Regions from separate parts of the Mus musculus genome. Here region 1 is linked to region 2. Evidence: chromatin contacts called from public Hi-C data. All regions are on one chromosome and are shown on one strand. The core of a region is the stretch at or near the end of the contact, and the rest is flanking DNA. Distances in the headings are between cores, read along the strand shown.

The links. Hi-C and Micro-C count contacts between places; a contact is called where the count stands out from the background.
Region 1: a contact with region 2 is called in a Hi-C map of uterus, with 7 times the contacts expected there. The contact joins the promoter of Pappa here to the enhancer-like site in region 2. A contact is called at or near these places in 5 of 39 promoter capture datasets (the 3T3-L1 cell line, the C10 cell line, cranial neural crest and 1 more), 2 of 484 Hi-C or Micro-C datasets (both in uterus) and 3 of 115 datasets of contacts at active chromatin or transcription factors (astrocytes, embryonic fibroblasts and embryonic limb bud).

Annotation. Positions count from the first base shown.
Region 1 is chr4:65,122,889-65,126,349 of GRCm38.p6, reverse strand. It overlaps Pappa (pregnancy-associated plasma protein A), which reads right to left and starts at 2,176. Exons shown (of 22, transcript NM_021362.1): 1 at 1,403-2,176. The coding sequence starts at 1,808.
Region 2 is chr4:64,592,763-64,596,729 of GRCm38.p6, reverse strand. No RefSeq gene overlaps it. Among named protein-coding and RNA genes, the nearest start is that of Gm23950, 150 kb to the right of the region's middle. Within about 2 kb of position 1,314, at least 35 of the 459 cell types and tissues checked have an H3K27ac peak or open chromatin away from gene starts, as enhancers often do.

The DNA.
Region 1 (3,461 bases), core at 927-3,426, 530 kb before region 2:
TTCATGACTATTTTGAATCTTGTCTCTCGTTACATGTTGTACCCTCCTCTGGCTGACAAGGGTTTGGGAGCTGAAAGTGAATGCGCTCCGTTTCCCTCTCCTTTTCGGAGGGAGGGGGTGGTGGTAGCGATGACGTCAGTTTTGTGTGTGTGTGTGTGTGTGTGTGTGTGTGTGTAGTCGTTCTCACTCTCCTTTGGTAGCTGGGAAGTGGGAGCTTTGAGGATACATTTGAGTGGCATAGTAGCAGAGTTTGGGTTCCCTGAAGGGGACTTCGGTAAATGGGAGAGTCGGTGCAGTGTTCAGAAAGGTTTATGCCAAGGCAAAACAGCCGCAGACTGCCTGAGAGCGGTGTGTAAGGGGTGGGATCACGAAACCCTCTACTCGCTCCCAGGTTGCAGCGAAGGGGGAACCCCTAATATAGCTTTAAGGCGTCCCAGGACACGGCAAGGTTGTTTATGCAGTGAGGGAATCTCCCAGACAGAAGAGGCAAAACTTTCCTTCTCTCCTGCGCCGCCCCCTCCACCACCCCTCGTTTTATTAAAGGCATTTCCACAGATTCATTTAGAAGGGAAAATGAATGTTGAGGCGTTTGGAAGGTTTGCAGCCCTCGCAAAGTGTCCGGTTTCACTATGGGCTTTGCTGTGGAGCAGCGAAGGGGAGAGAGGGAGGGTGAGGAGGGAGATCTTAAATCTAGTATGGGCTCATAAAAGTCCCCAAAGAGAAAAGCGCCCCATTTCTCAGCCGAGTCTGGGGTAGGCTGTCAGAGGTGCGCTAAGAAGGTCTGACCCAGCGGTGAATGACAGGCAACGGGCTTTAAAAGCAAGGACCCAGAGAGGCAGTGTGGGTGGCTATGGTGGTGGTGGTGGTTCCCAGAGGCAAGCTTCGGGCAGAGAGCAACTTTGGGGTAGTTATAGGACTTCTAAGTCTGGCAATCAAAACTACCTGCCCCATGCCTACTTTGAGGGTAGCCAGGCTACTGGAGAATTGCGTCTATGGAAAAGTAAAGAGAAATGAACCGTTTCCTACACTTCTTTCACACGCAACCCATCTGGGTCCTGTACCCTTTTCTCCCATACCCGGACAGAGTCTCTCTGTACATCCCCAGCACCACTTAAGTATTCTGGGTTCCCGGGGGATCAGCTATATCCCTAGCTCCTGGTCTTGGACCGGCGAGGAGCTCCCGAGTGCAGCTCCCCAGAGGCCGGGCAGCATCCTTTCTCAGCGCGCCCATTCCGCAGATGGGTTAAAGAGAGTCTCTCTTCCTTACTCCCTGTGCTGCTCCCGGGACGGCTCCCGCAGACCCACCCGCCACCTGCACCCCAGACATCCGCAAGAACCCAGGAGGGGCCTGCAGAGACCCGCAGGGTGGTCCGCCAGACAGGGGGGACCCCTTTCTCCTTACCTGTGATCACTGCTGGAGACTTCTGGCCACCCTCGGCTCGCAGCCACACTTGCAGTGTAAAGGCGTCGCGGGGTAGCTCCAGGTCGGCCCGGAGGCGCAGCTGCTCCCCTCGCCCGCTGAAATAGAGCGCCCGGCTAGGCGGGCTCGGCTCCTCGGCGCCCCTCGCCGCCCGCTGCTGCCGCCGCCGGGGGACGCGCACGGCTTCCCAGGCACCGCCCGGAGGCGGCGGCGGCGAGGCGCGGCGACCGCGGGCCGCCCGGGTGGCGCAGGTGGCCGGTCCAGCGGCGGGGCGCGGGGGGCGCACGGCCCGAGGGTCTCTTCGGACCCGGCGGGGGCGCTCGGCCAGCCCGCAGCCCAGCGCGGCGCTCAGCAGCCCCAGGCGCAGCACCCAACTCCAGAGCCGCATGTCCGACGGTCCCCCCCGCCCCCCCTGCGCCCCTGCACCGCCGCCCGGAGCTGCCAGCTTTAGCTCGCACTACTATTTGCCTCCTTTCTCGTGCGAGCCCCCCTTCCACTTGCTTTTTTCTTTTCTTTCTCGCTTTCCTCCTCAAGGTGTGTGCTCCACTCCCCCCACCTTTCAAAAATACAGTCCAACTCCTCCTGGTTGGCAATTAATTTCTCTCCCCGCTCCTTTATCTGCCTTATCCCCCCTTCTAACAGCTGGATGCCTTCCTCCTTGTTTTATTTCATTTTATTTTATATATTTCTAGCTCTTAAAAAAAATCTCCTCTAACACACTGGTCGGCTGAATTCCCTCCCTCCCCCCAAGATGCTCTCATTTATTTATTTTTTGCGTCCTTTATAACACAAGCCACAGCCCCCTTCTCCCCCCCGCCCCCTCCCCTCCCTCCTTCTTCACGAAATGAAAGGAAAGAGGGGGAAAAAATCCCTTAGAAGACGAGTAAACAAGCGTGTGCTAATCTGTTCGCCAGCACTCCACCTTCCCAATTGAATGAGTCCCTGTTCAAACTGCGGGGATCATGACCAATCAATCGGTTTGGAGAGGCCGATCCACCCAGCCTTCCTCTACTTTGCCGTTTGTCTCCTTTCCTTCGGTTCAGCTTCTCCACCCCCTCTTTCTTCTTCTACTTCTTCTGTTTTTAAGAAGACAATCTTAAAGTAACAATTTAATGAAATTCTGTACACACCCCCTTACGGTCCTCCCTGCTCTTCGCATTCCGACTCAAAACACACGTTCTGGTTTGTTTTGTTTTGCTTTGCTCCCTTTACCCCCGCCCCTTATTTTTATTTTTTATTTTGCCTCGTGGCGGGAGAGAAAAATCTGTCTTTCAGGGTCTCATTTGCCCTTTGCTGTTACATGTCTCTCTTTTCACAATACACAAAGCGTTGAAACTTGATTTTCAGATTCTTTTTCATCTTCTCTGCCTCCCTCCCTCTTTCTTTCATTCTCCCACTTTTCTTCTTGTTCTCTGTCCCCCTCCCTTCACCTCCCTCTCCCATTTTTCTCCTCCTTGCTCTCTCTGTCTCTTTTGCCTTTCTCCTTCTCCTCTCACCACATTTTCTTAAAGTTATACTGTAGTAAGTTGGTTCTCTCTTCCCTGAGACCCCAATGCTAACCTTCGCGCTTCAGCATACCAAAGTCAATTCCCAAATCCGTATAGATTGAACAGAGCATCAGAGAACTGTTTGCAGGGCATCTCCCTTGGAGATACAGTGGACCAGTGCTATGTCCCCCATCATTGCCCCTGAACAATCCTACATCATTCAGTTGACTGTTAGATATACTTTTTGTTGAATATAAATGGTAGGAAAATATGAATTTACCCAATTTCAGCTTAAAAACAATCCAAGTTCTCCTAATGTTGGCCAAGCACAGGTAAGCAGGTAACAGTCTGCTGCCCCTGTGGCTCTACGTTTTGAACTGAAATATATATATATATATATTCATTCCTTTCCCCCTCTTTATGGAACTCAAAAGCTCCCCCTTATGGCAAAACAGCTCTCTTTCCCTCGAGTGTTTAATAAGTCAAAATGGGTTAGCCATGGTGGTTTAAATTTATTAGTTCTTTGCTAGCCTGTCCAAATAGTATCTCTATAA
Region 2 (3,967 bases), core at 65-2,564:
GAAACCATAACTGGTTCTCTGTTGCCTGTGGGGACAGTCAAGTTTACTAAACCTGGAACTCCCAAGTGTTTTTCATGTTCTATTGCTTCAGTGTACTCACTGCCCCTGTTATATTAATGATAACCATAAACATGCCTGAGGCAGCTGCCACTAACTGCTTTCCTACAGCTACATTGTGAGGTCTGTATTTTGGCCTTTGGTTTTGTCTATGAGAAACACAGTTTTTGTCCATACCACAGTGTAAGTTTGAGAGGCTCCATGAGCCTCTGTCACACTCTGTCACACCCCCTGGCACATGTCATGCCTTCCTCTGATGGCAGAGAGGACTTGGGTGTAACTGACCATTATATTATTGACTGCATAACAGAAATTCAGATAATTTCAGTAATAAGGCAAGCGTGCAATCTTTTCAATTTTGGAGTTAGATGGTTACAATCACTTGGTCACTCAATAACGTCATTAAAAACTTAGGTTTTTCCTGTCTCCCCCATCGTCCCACTTAGTATAACTTCCTCAAGTAGATTTAAAACATCTATAAAAACTCTGTGGGTAACATGTTGATACCATCAGTGGCTGATAAGAAATTTGGTGGGTTTTATTTCTTCTTAAGAGCAAGGAAACCTTCACTGAAATCTGCCTATTAGTTCTTCTTGTATGTACTTTTGTCCAAAATTATGTTATGTGCCTGTTCCTAAACCAGTCACTGGCAAGGGTAACACAATATCTGTGCCTGGATCACAACAGTATTCCCTCTAATGGAGGGTGTACCCACGCAAAAATCAAAGGGGACTTAGTTTGAAGAAATGGTGAAAATGAGGGGCTATGGTAGGCTGAGCTTCTAACCTTTTTTCAATAAGCCACATCCTTTCCATTTATACAATAATTAATTATTTCTCTGTCTAGTTTCCCTTATTAAATTCAAACCTCCTGGAAGATGGGCTTTTGCTTGATGATGAAAGTTATGTTTCAGATTTCAATACACCTGTTTTGAAATTGAAGCAACAAACTCATACCAGGAGTTTAGCCCGAATTTTCTTGATTTCAACACTCAAAGCCCCATCTACACCCTCAGAAACCCTGAGCAAACCAGCACAATTGGTCACTTCTGTTGAAATCGCATGTGTGCCCGTTAATGCAAATGCTGGGAGTCTACTCACTTAATCCCCCAGTGTTTCATTCAAGAACTACTTCTTGAATGTCCATCGAACACGTGCCAAGCACTATTCAGAAAGTTCTTGTTTTTCTGAACATTCTGACATTGCATTAGCTCTCTCATTTCCCACAATCATGCTGAAAGTGCCCTTGGATGGCCTTGTACATGACCTTCTTCCTGCACCCCATCACTCACAAGCAACGTCAGAGGAAGCCTAGCCACCTGACGAATGGTGCTTGGGAAATCCCCAGGAGTTTTCAGACGCTGTTGCTGGCCTGAAAACCAAAACACCCATAAAAACAGCCAAGGGTCCTGATCTGCTCAGAGAACATGCTGTTCTCTCCTGTTTGTAAGACCATTTCTTGGACAAGCAGCTGCTCTGTTTGCTATATTTGCTGGACTTTTGGCCCTACACAGTCACTATGAGGCAAGGCACATCTCAGACAACGAGCCAGGGAAATGAGGTAATTGTGGCTTTCGATGAATGCTATTTCTGTCTCCTAGGCAATGCTGGCTGGGATATGGAGAACAAGAGGTAGTGTATGTGACACGTTATGGTTCTCTCCACTAAATGGAGATAGATAACACAGGAGTGTGAAAGTCCCCCCTACTAGCCAATTCTCTGAATGATGAATAAATGCAAAGAGGCAACCCTGTTCTCAGTCAAGACCTGCTCCAAGAGGAATATTTCCTTCCCACTGCAGACACTGAGTACAGTGGCCAAAGTGATTCTTTGTAGATTTGACTTCATATAGCCTTATGGAATCTAATCTATGAACCAATCATGGTGTTGGTGTGTGTGTGTGTGTGTGTGTGTGTGTGTGTGCGTGTGCATGCTTTATAAGACCTTTCATAAACAAGAACCAATTATACTGACAGTAAAAAACAGCAAACTGTAAGTCAACATGAAAGAAACCCTGATCACATAAGTGCTATATAAAGGCATGTGTGAGATAAAGTATCTTCCTTACAGCTAGAGATAGTTATATCATTTCTAGGAACTCAATCTGGTACTTCCACAAGTATCAGGTACACACTTGGTATATAGACATTATATGCAAGCAAAACAGGAAATAAACACAAAATAAACAGTAAGTAAACATTTAAAAACAGAAATTTGTCTAGTATGAACTTTCCACAATCTATGGGATCATACATGAGTTAAGAATTATAAAAGGTAGGATTTTGGAATCAGAGTTCTACTGAAGGCTATTGTATTTTCATCTTGGAGACCTTTGGCATCCATTTAATCTTTTCTAGCTTTTTTATGAGCAAACTGGAGATGGATGCTATATGTGACTTTTCACACAGAACTATGAGAAACAAAGCATATGAAGACCATAGCAGAGTGGCTGATGGTCAATACATACAAGCTCTGTAATTGATCATTGCGCATTATAATTGGAAGTTACTATTTATAGACTATCAGCTACTGAGAAGCCTTTTATACTCTATCCTTAAGGAGTAAACTAATCTAGAAACCACTGGTTTCAAATCAGATACTCCTATATTTATAAACATGTCTGCAGGTTGGTTCATAGTGTTATTGCACAACAGTCTTTGTTATCCTGGGAAAGTAACAGTACTGTGTATTATGTACTATTCAGAAAACCTAGTGAAATTTCCTAGCTTCAATTGTGCCTGCAGTTTAGACTTGAGTTCCTTGCTCTGCTTTCTGTATGCCCTGACTTCTATATGTTCCTCTTTACCTACCTTCATTGTTGTTTTTTTTCTTTTCTTTTCATTGCTGAGCAATATAATTCTCTCTTTTACCATCTAGCCTCTAACTTGCCCTAAAGGCATCTTTCATCTTCCACTAAAAGCAACCACTCAAACTATTTTGATTGACAAAGCAATTCATACCTTGGGGAAATTTTTGTGTTATCAATTAGGTTAACACACACAGTATTTTCTTTTCCAGTTAACTTAGAAACATAAGTGTAATCTTGAAGGCAAGGAAACCACATTTGAAGATATGTATGGACATTAAACAGGGTTCCATCAAACACACATTATTTGAGCAGGAAGTTAAGCAATGTGACAGTTAGGTCCTCAGCCTAAGTTCACCACCCTCCTCTGTAACTTTTCAGATTATCGTGAGTTAGAATCACTTAAACAAGGTCCCAGCACACCAGAGAGAACATTAGCCACTAACAAAATCTGAGTAGTTGAAAACCAGTGAAGGTCTTGTGTAGGGTAAAGATGAGAAGTATTTTAGACATTTACTCTGGGTTTAAAATCATAATGTGTGTTTATTTAAACAATAGAAAAAAAGTAACTAAGGTAATCACTGCTAAGAAAGTAGAACCCCAATCATAGAGCAGATATTCTGTCACACAAAAGCCTCATTATGAAATACTGAGAAAGTGGTCTATGCAATTACTGTAAACTCTTATGGGTATGCTTTTATAATTGGAAGGAGTAGTCCAGAAATGGAAGACAACCCATGTTGTTATTTTAGAAAGTGATTTTATATGAGTACATACTTTATACCCAGAGGATCTAAAACCAAAACTCTAGAAAAGCACCAGCTGAGAACCACAATGCCAGTGTATGCCTGGCATTAGCCAGAGCTGTAATTCAATGTCTCCCAGAGTCTGGATCATCTGACCTACCACTAACCCAGAGTAAGTTTCTGGATCATCTTGAGTCTCCATTATCCTCATTATTTTGAAATTTCTATACATTATCTCCCCAAGAAGATGTTTTTGTACTGCTAAATATCTCTAGCCCGCCCATCCACTCCATTTCATCTTTTGCCTTAATATCCCAATTCATTCTTCAAATGTAGATCTGCATACATAGTACCTAGGA